Linked DNA regions of Gossypium hirsutum: region 1 is linked to region 2. Evidence: chromatin contacts called from public Hi-C data. All regions are on one chromosome and are shown on one strand. The core of a region is the stretch at or near the end of the contact, and the rest is flanking DNA. Distances in the headings are between cores, read along the strand shown. Region 1 has its middle 38 kb from the start of LOC121216606. Region 2 has its middle 27 kb from the start of LOC121216441.

Evidence for each region. Hi-C and Micro-C count contacts between places; a contact is called where the count stands out from the background.
Region 1: a Hi-C map of hypocotyl shows a contact between it and region 2, with 3 times the contacts expected there. The contact joins two enhancer-like sites. A contact is called at or near these places in 2 of 34 Hi-C or Micro-C datasets (hypocotyl and leaf).

The regions. Positions count from the first base shown.
Region 1 is chrD04:32,852,525-32,856,225 of Gossypium_hirsutum_v2.1, forward strand. No RefSeq gene overlaps it. Among protein-coding and RNA genes, the nearest start is that of LOC121216606, 38 kb to the right of the region's middle. Within about 2 kb of position 2,412, at least 9 of the 9 cell types and tissues checked have an H3K27ac peak or open chromatin away from gene starts, as enhancers often do. A contact at or near this core is called in hypocotyl and leaf, where this site is marked.
Region 2 is chrD04:32,733,594-32,737,130 of Gossypium_hirsutum_v2.1, forward strand. No RefSeq gene overlaps it. Among protein-coding and RNA genes, the nearest start is that of LOC121216441, 27 kb to the right of the region's middle. Within about 2 kb of position 1,853, at least 3 of the 9 cell types and tissues checked have an H3K27ac peak or open chromatin away from gene starts, as enhancers often do. A contact at or near this core is called in hypocotyl and leaf, where this site is marked.

The sequences.
Region 1 (3,701 bases), core at 1,162-3,661, 120 kb after region 2:
TCGGTGGCATCCCCACCCATTGTGTAGGCCTCTGATAATGAGAAATAAGAGGAATCTAGGGACATTGAAGAAAGCCTGCAAAAGATTGATAGCTTGTTTGAGGGTGGTATTTTTTTTATCAAGAAAACACTATTGTTGAGAAGGAAGTTGCTGCTGCAGAAGAGGAAGTTGTTGTTGAAGAAGAAGTTGCTAAAAATGAGAAAGAAAAAGAAGAAGAAGATTCTGTTGAGAAGATTGTCACCATATCTGAGTCAGTGGGTGCAAATATTGATAATTTGGAGAGAGCTGGAATGAGATCGGCGAGAGTTGCTGAGGTAACCAGTGAGGAGCAATACAATACATTGGCAATAATGGTCTACACTGGACCACTCCAAGTGGCCTCTCCTACACAGGAAGCAATCGATGATGCCGAGGTAGAGCCGAAAACTGAGGAGCGGTCCGAAGATCGTGCAAAGCCCAAAGAAAAGAAAAGGAAGTGCTTCAAGGATAAAAAAACAAAAGAAGAAAATGAGAAGAAAGAAACATCGTACAGCCACATCGACTATTGCAGATAACTGAGTTAGTTTATTTTAAGCTTTAGTTGTAGTATTCATGCATTGCATGTAGTTGTAAGTTTTATTTTGATAAGTATACATTGTCATTGCATTTTTTTTGTTGTCATTACATTTTCATGTCAGTGCGTTGAGGATAATGCAAACTTTAAGTTTGGGAGAATGAACTTGGGGCTTGGAAATGCACCCTCATTTCAAAATATTTTTTTTGAAAATGAAGCATGCATGGTTTAATTATAGTTAATGAAAATTGTTCAAAAATTTTTGTTACATTCGATGCTTAATTCTTGAATCATGTGAATTATCAATGAATGAGTTGGATAAATTTGACAGAAGGTTGTAGCTTCAATTCTTTCATGAATGGATTAGGTTGCATTAGTAGTGGATGACTGCTATCATTCCTTAAATCTTGAATGAATCTGCTTTTTACAGCTGCTTATATATTTATATATAGTTATAAATTAGACACACTCCAAAGTGGGTGCAGTATAGAATGTTAAAAAAGGAACACTCCAATACAAGCATTAGAAAATCAATTTGGCCAAAGACTATCACTACATGAGTGTGTGTCGGCACAATTACATACTCCATGAGTGTTTGTTACAACCCATCATTACTTCACAGTAATAATGGTACAGTAATGCAACGATATCCCTTATTACAAAAAAATGTATATATATAATATATAAATACTTAGTATTGTACAATAAATGCTGTAATGGTAGATAGAACTTAGCTTGAAGCATGATGCTAGCATTGATGAAGTTGCAACCTTATTCATTCATGCTTATGAATTGTTAGTGCAATATTCTTTCATTTGAATGTGATTCATACATTGGGAATTTAGAGGGTTCAAGTTACTAGAATGATCATTTGCCTTAGTAAAATTTTTGTAGTCTTGGTAGTTTCTGTTTTACTGGAGGACAAGTAAAAACTCAAGTTTGGGGTTGTGATAGCACTAGAAAGAACATAGGTTTCCCCCCTTACTTATTGGTTAAATTATACCCATTTAATTATCTTTAGCATACATTTTAGCATTTTATAACTCAATGAATCCTAGCCTATTTTATCCTTAATTTTTCTATCTTTTTGCATTAATGTCGTTGCAGAAGTGAATTTCAGATTGCGTCCAAAATTGTCGCTGCACTTGATAGCTTTCCGGATAAAAACTAAAATTGCGTGAGCTGTCCAGTCTGGTATAACCAACCTATACGTAAGATGATAGAATAATTTTGAGAAAAGAACACCTATACTGTTGGAGGAGGACATAAAAGGTGGACATGAGAAGAAAAGCTAGCCGATTGATCCATAGAGCATAAATGACTGCATTAATTCTCGTGAAGTTCTCTCCGTTCAAGGTTGGGATACGAGCACTACGTCGAGGCAGTATGATTGTTGTATTGATTGGCTTGAAGATATGATGAGAGTCCTTGACAAGAAAGCAATGGCCAATCTTATGACAATCTTATGGAACTCCTGGAGCAATAGAAACAACTTCATCTTCAGGGGCAAAGAAGAGGAAGCTACGGTCATTTGGGAGAGGGCTAGCACTCTGAACAAAGATTTCCGCATTTGCAATCTGCTTAAGGAACCGCTGCTCTCACCTAATATTGCGCTTAAGAAATGGGAAAAACCTCCTAAGGGATTTGTAAAAATCAATTTCGACACTACTGTAGGGGTTAACAGAATTGGGGTAAGGGGCGATTGTAAGGGACGACTGTTTCGTTTTCGGTGGTGGGGGGGTTTTATTGAAACAAGGGTGTCGGTACATGAAGCTGAATGCATGGCGTTTGAAAAAAGTATACAGCTGGCGGGTCAACTGAACATTAAAGGGAATGTGATATTTGAAACAGATCACGCGAGCCTTGTCAACAAATTAAGAAATAATGGTATGGATGTCACCATCATCAGCGCGCGCATCAAAGAATGTATAGCTGCTTTCAACAATTTTAAATCAACCAAATTAATTTGGTCAAACCGGTCTTGTAATAATGTAGCAAACTTAATTTGTAACGTGTAGGGAAGCTAAAATGTGGTTTTTCGAAATGGATTATCTTAAGTAAATTCATAATACTGTAATTAGTGATGTTACTTAATAAAACGAGTTAACCCTTGTGATCATTTTATGTTCAAAAAAAAACATTACAAATACTAAATTATCATTCATTTAACAATATCGAACTGTTATAAGCACAAAACTAAATAATAAACTGCAATAATTATCTTGAATTAACTCAATAAAAAAAACTTAAAATAATTTAAATAATAAGCGACATGAACTTCTCTTTTCCTTTTCAATTTTGCTAAAAGCTTTTATAAGAATGTTATTTTGAAGTTTAAAGAACCTAATTTCTACCGGCTAAATTATTGTTTTTGAAATGCTAAATAAATAAATAAAAACTTTCCTAAAACATAATTAAATACAAAAAACCTAAATTAACCAATGCTTATAGACAATTTAAAACAAATCTTTCAAACTTTAGCACCAATTTTTTTTCAAAACACTGCGGGCGGTGCTTAATTCCACATGATTCATGCTCGTTTGCCCCAATAATTAAATTAAAAGCATGCATGGACCACAATGCAACAAAAATGGTTCTACCCAATCTCTTCACCCACTGATAAAGGAAAAGATGTGCATATTTATTTATTTATTTATTTATATTTGCCCCCCCCCCCAATTAATAAAACCCAACAAAAGTTGTTGAGGACTTGGTGGTTTTGCTATTAAATCATGTCTTAAACTTGTTTAGATTATATCGAAAGTAAACAACTCTCTATCACAATTAATATATAAATAACCCCTATCTCTCATTTGCATTAATAGCTTTAAAATTATTGATCAAGTTTTCCTTTTTTAAATATTAAAAAATAAAAATTATTTCATCTATCATCACTAGTTTATTTTAAATTCTACAAACTAAATTAAAATTAAACAAATATTGTTAATAATAGCATTTGTTCAATTATTTTAGTATTTTTATATTTGTTTTGCAGTTTATGTTCAAGGCTGATGATGTTCCTTCTAAAAATATCATCTCTAAAATTTTAATTTATGTCTCTCCTTAAAAATACAATGCGTCTTATTACACCACACTTATTGATCATTTGTACAAATGTTATTTTAATTTAAATCTCATTATAGAATTT
Region 2 (3,537 bases), core at 603-3,102:
CAAACCTTTTACATAATCTTTTTTCATGTTATCTGGAATTGAGAAAAGATAGTTAATTTTACAAATACATAAGAGGTAACGACATCGAAAAGAAAGAGAGAGAGAAACAATAGAAAATAAATACAATATGTAAATAATATATTATATAGATGATTAAATATGCATATAAAAATAAAATAAAATAAAAATTTACTTGCAAAAAATCTATTGAAGTAATAGAGAGAATCAAGTTATAGGAAAGAGAAAGGAGACTAGCTTCTTTTTTTTAATGTTTATTAAGACTAATACCCTAAACCAATATAAAATAGAGTTAAATTTGTCTTAATATATTTTTTAACTTTCCAATATATATAGAGAAATAACTTTCTCGCCTTTTATCATGAGAATAACATTATTACGTTTATGGAAAGAAGCTCCCACAGAAAAGATTCCAAAGAAAGTAAAAATAATTGACAAACTAAACGTTGAAACCATTTTCCAACTGATTAATTTTTTAAAAAAGTGATCACTTTTATCATATTAAATCTTACCTTAGAGAAGGAAACCAAAGTCAATACCTTAATTTCATGGGCACTCATCTCTTACCTTTCTCAACAAACGTGGTCTTAGACAAATAATTCACCCTTTCCAGAAGTTCAAATCTAAATTTTTGTTTCATCTTTTACCACCATTATATTTATTGAGTGTTTAACATTGTTGTCAAAAAGTGCTTTTGTGAAATAAAATATCTATTTTAGACATGTTATTATCAAGCAACAAATATGTATTTAAATAATATTTAAATTAGTTAATATTATTATATTTTAGTAAGAATATACAAAAATTATTATAGCTTGTTGTTAATATTTTAATATATGAAATATAAATTTTAAATATTTTTAAGCAATAAATATTAATTATTTATAAAATTTAATTAGAATATATAAACTATATTTTAAATATTTAAATATAACCATTAAATATTTGTAATTAGTATTTTAAAAAATATTTTTTATTTTTAATTAATGATTTTAACACATTTGTAATTAAGCACCAAGAAAAAAATGAAAGTACTATGTTATTGGAGGGGTGAAAAAGTAATTAAGCACCAAAAATATTTTTAAGAAAGGAAAAACTAAAATTTTTGGCTTCTCCTTTTCAGAAGTGCTTTTGAAAAGTACTTCTAAAAAGCTAAAAATTTCAGCCTAAAGCAGTTTGTTCTGCACAACTTTTTTTTAAAAGTATTTTTGGAGTCAGAAATACTTTTTCTAAATAATGAAAAATTGACCTTTAATCTCTTATATGTTCATGAAAGTAAGTTTATAATAGTAATAGTATATGTTGTTATGAATTTGATAAAATTTTTATGAATTTTTTAATGTAATCTTAATCTTAGTTTAATGACTAATTTTTATATTTTATATTAAATTTAAATAAAAAATTATTAAACATAGATCAAATAAAATGACAAAAATATTTAAAAACAAAACTCAACCTCAAACAAATAAAAGGTTAAAGTAATTTAGTACGTGTCGGGGGAGAGACAGTTAAAAGTGAGGACGAGGAGAGCCGGCGGCAGGGCGTCCATCCGACGTACGTGCAATTCCCTGTACCGTAAAAGCAATTTACTTTGGGATTATTATTATTATTATTTATAAATTATTTACTTGAGAAATAAATAAATAAAGAATAGTTAATGACTGTACACATGTCAAAATATAATAGACTTCTAAAAATATTTGCAAATTGTTTTTTGTTTCTAGCGTTAAAGAGGATTCGCCTCGACCCTTGTGGGCCCCACCACCTAATCCTCTCTTTCTCTCTACAATAATAATAAAGCATAAGAGGGGGCGTGTAATTGGAGATATAAAGGGGTCCCAGCTGTTGGAGAAAGTCAAGAAAGCAGCCAATGAGAGGAAGGGGAGAGCTAAGACTGTGTCTGCCTTTTTCTTAAATTTAATTAATGAATGCTTGGAGAGTTTGAGTTGATTGAAAAAGCCTTCCCCCCATGTGTCTATTTTTATTTAAACTTCAACTGCCTACTTGTCTGTTTTTTTATTACAGACGTGTCTTTTCTTGCTTCATCTGGCCAAATTGCCCCCCTTCCTCTGCTTACCTCGCTCTCAACTCAATCCCCTTCCCTTAAAATGACTCTTTTACACTACCCGGTTCCCACATTTAATTATAACTTCTTTTATGAATTTATTGGTGATGGTTAAACACATATACCAAAACCAATTCAACGAGTTTTAATTCGGTGGGTGAGTATATGAGCTTAATATGTTGAAGTGTATTTATTATTTTATTTAAAAAATTTTAGAAGTGTTATAGATGATATTAAATATTATATAAAAAATTAATAAATAAAATACATAATATTAAATTTAGCTATTAACATTTATATCTTTTTTTTAATTTAGCTAAATTTAACTTTTAATATTTTAAAAAGAATTAAAGTTAACCATTAGTCTTTTGAAAAATAGTCAAATTTATTTCTAATAAAAATGCCGGCTAAAATATTAAATTTCAAACATAGCAACTCATGTTTATTTTATGTATTTTTTTAAATTTTATGAACTTTTTATATATTTTTTTAAAATTTGATTTTTAATATCTTTTTACAATTTTTAAATTATTTGTAACTATGAAGTGCAAGCGAATTGTCACGTCGGTTGTCACACCAATATTTTTAAAAACTAATGTTTTAATCAACATTTTTAAAAAAAAAAACTATTTAATTGTTTTGAAAGGTTAGTGTTTAAATTGAGCTAAAAATAGAATAATAACTAAATTGATAGAACATGTAAACATTGAAGGATAAATATATCATTATACCTAAAAAAATATTGATAGATTTTTCAGTGCACAATCATAAATTTAGCCAATTATTTTTTTTACCAAGGTAAACACATTTTCTTAATTGTTTCATCATTCTTCTTAATTTTATATGCTTGATTCCTATGTTTTTGCAATTTACATTCATTTTCTATTAAAGAGGACTTTTGGATTTTGATGATTCTTGAAAGATTTTTAGAAGAAATTCAATGTTTTCAAGTCCTTAAAATGTCATTAAACTTTTAAGAAGTGGATTTTTGCATTATTTGAACAATTTCTCTATTTTTCTCTCTATTCATGTTATTTTTTGTTCTAGTGTTAAAGAGTTTCGATTTTGAGTTTTCTTGATGAGTTTAAGTGTAATGACCCGAATTCCAGTAGTATCAAAAAATATAGTTTGGAATCCCATTTTCATAAGCCAAGTCCGTAAATATAAATAGGAATATTTACGGAGTTAATATAAAAATATATTGAAATTCTATTAAGCAATTTAGCCGAAAAATTAGTTAATTAAAGCTCATGGACTAAATTGTAAAAGTCCAATCGTCATTGAGTTTTAATTGAAAAAAGGCTTGGGGACTTAGATAGCAATTGACCAAAGGACTAAAATGGTTAATAAATCAATTTTAGTTAGTGGATAGTGGATGATGACGATTTTTTTCCATTAAACTTAATTAATAACTAACTAATGTATATTAATTCATTAATTAAACTAATTAATTA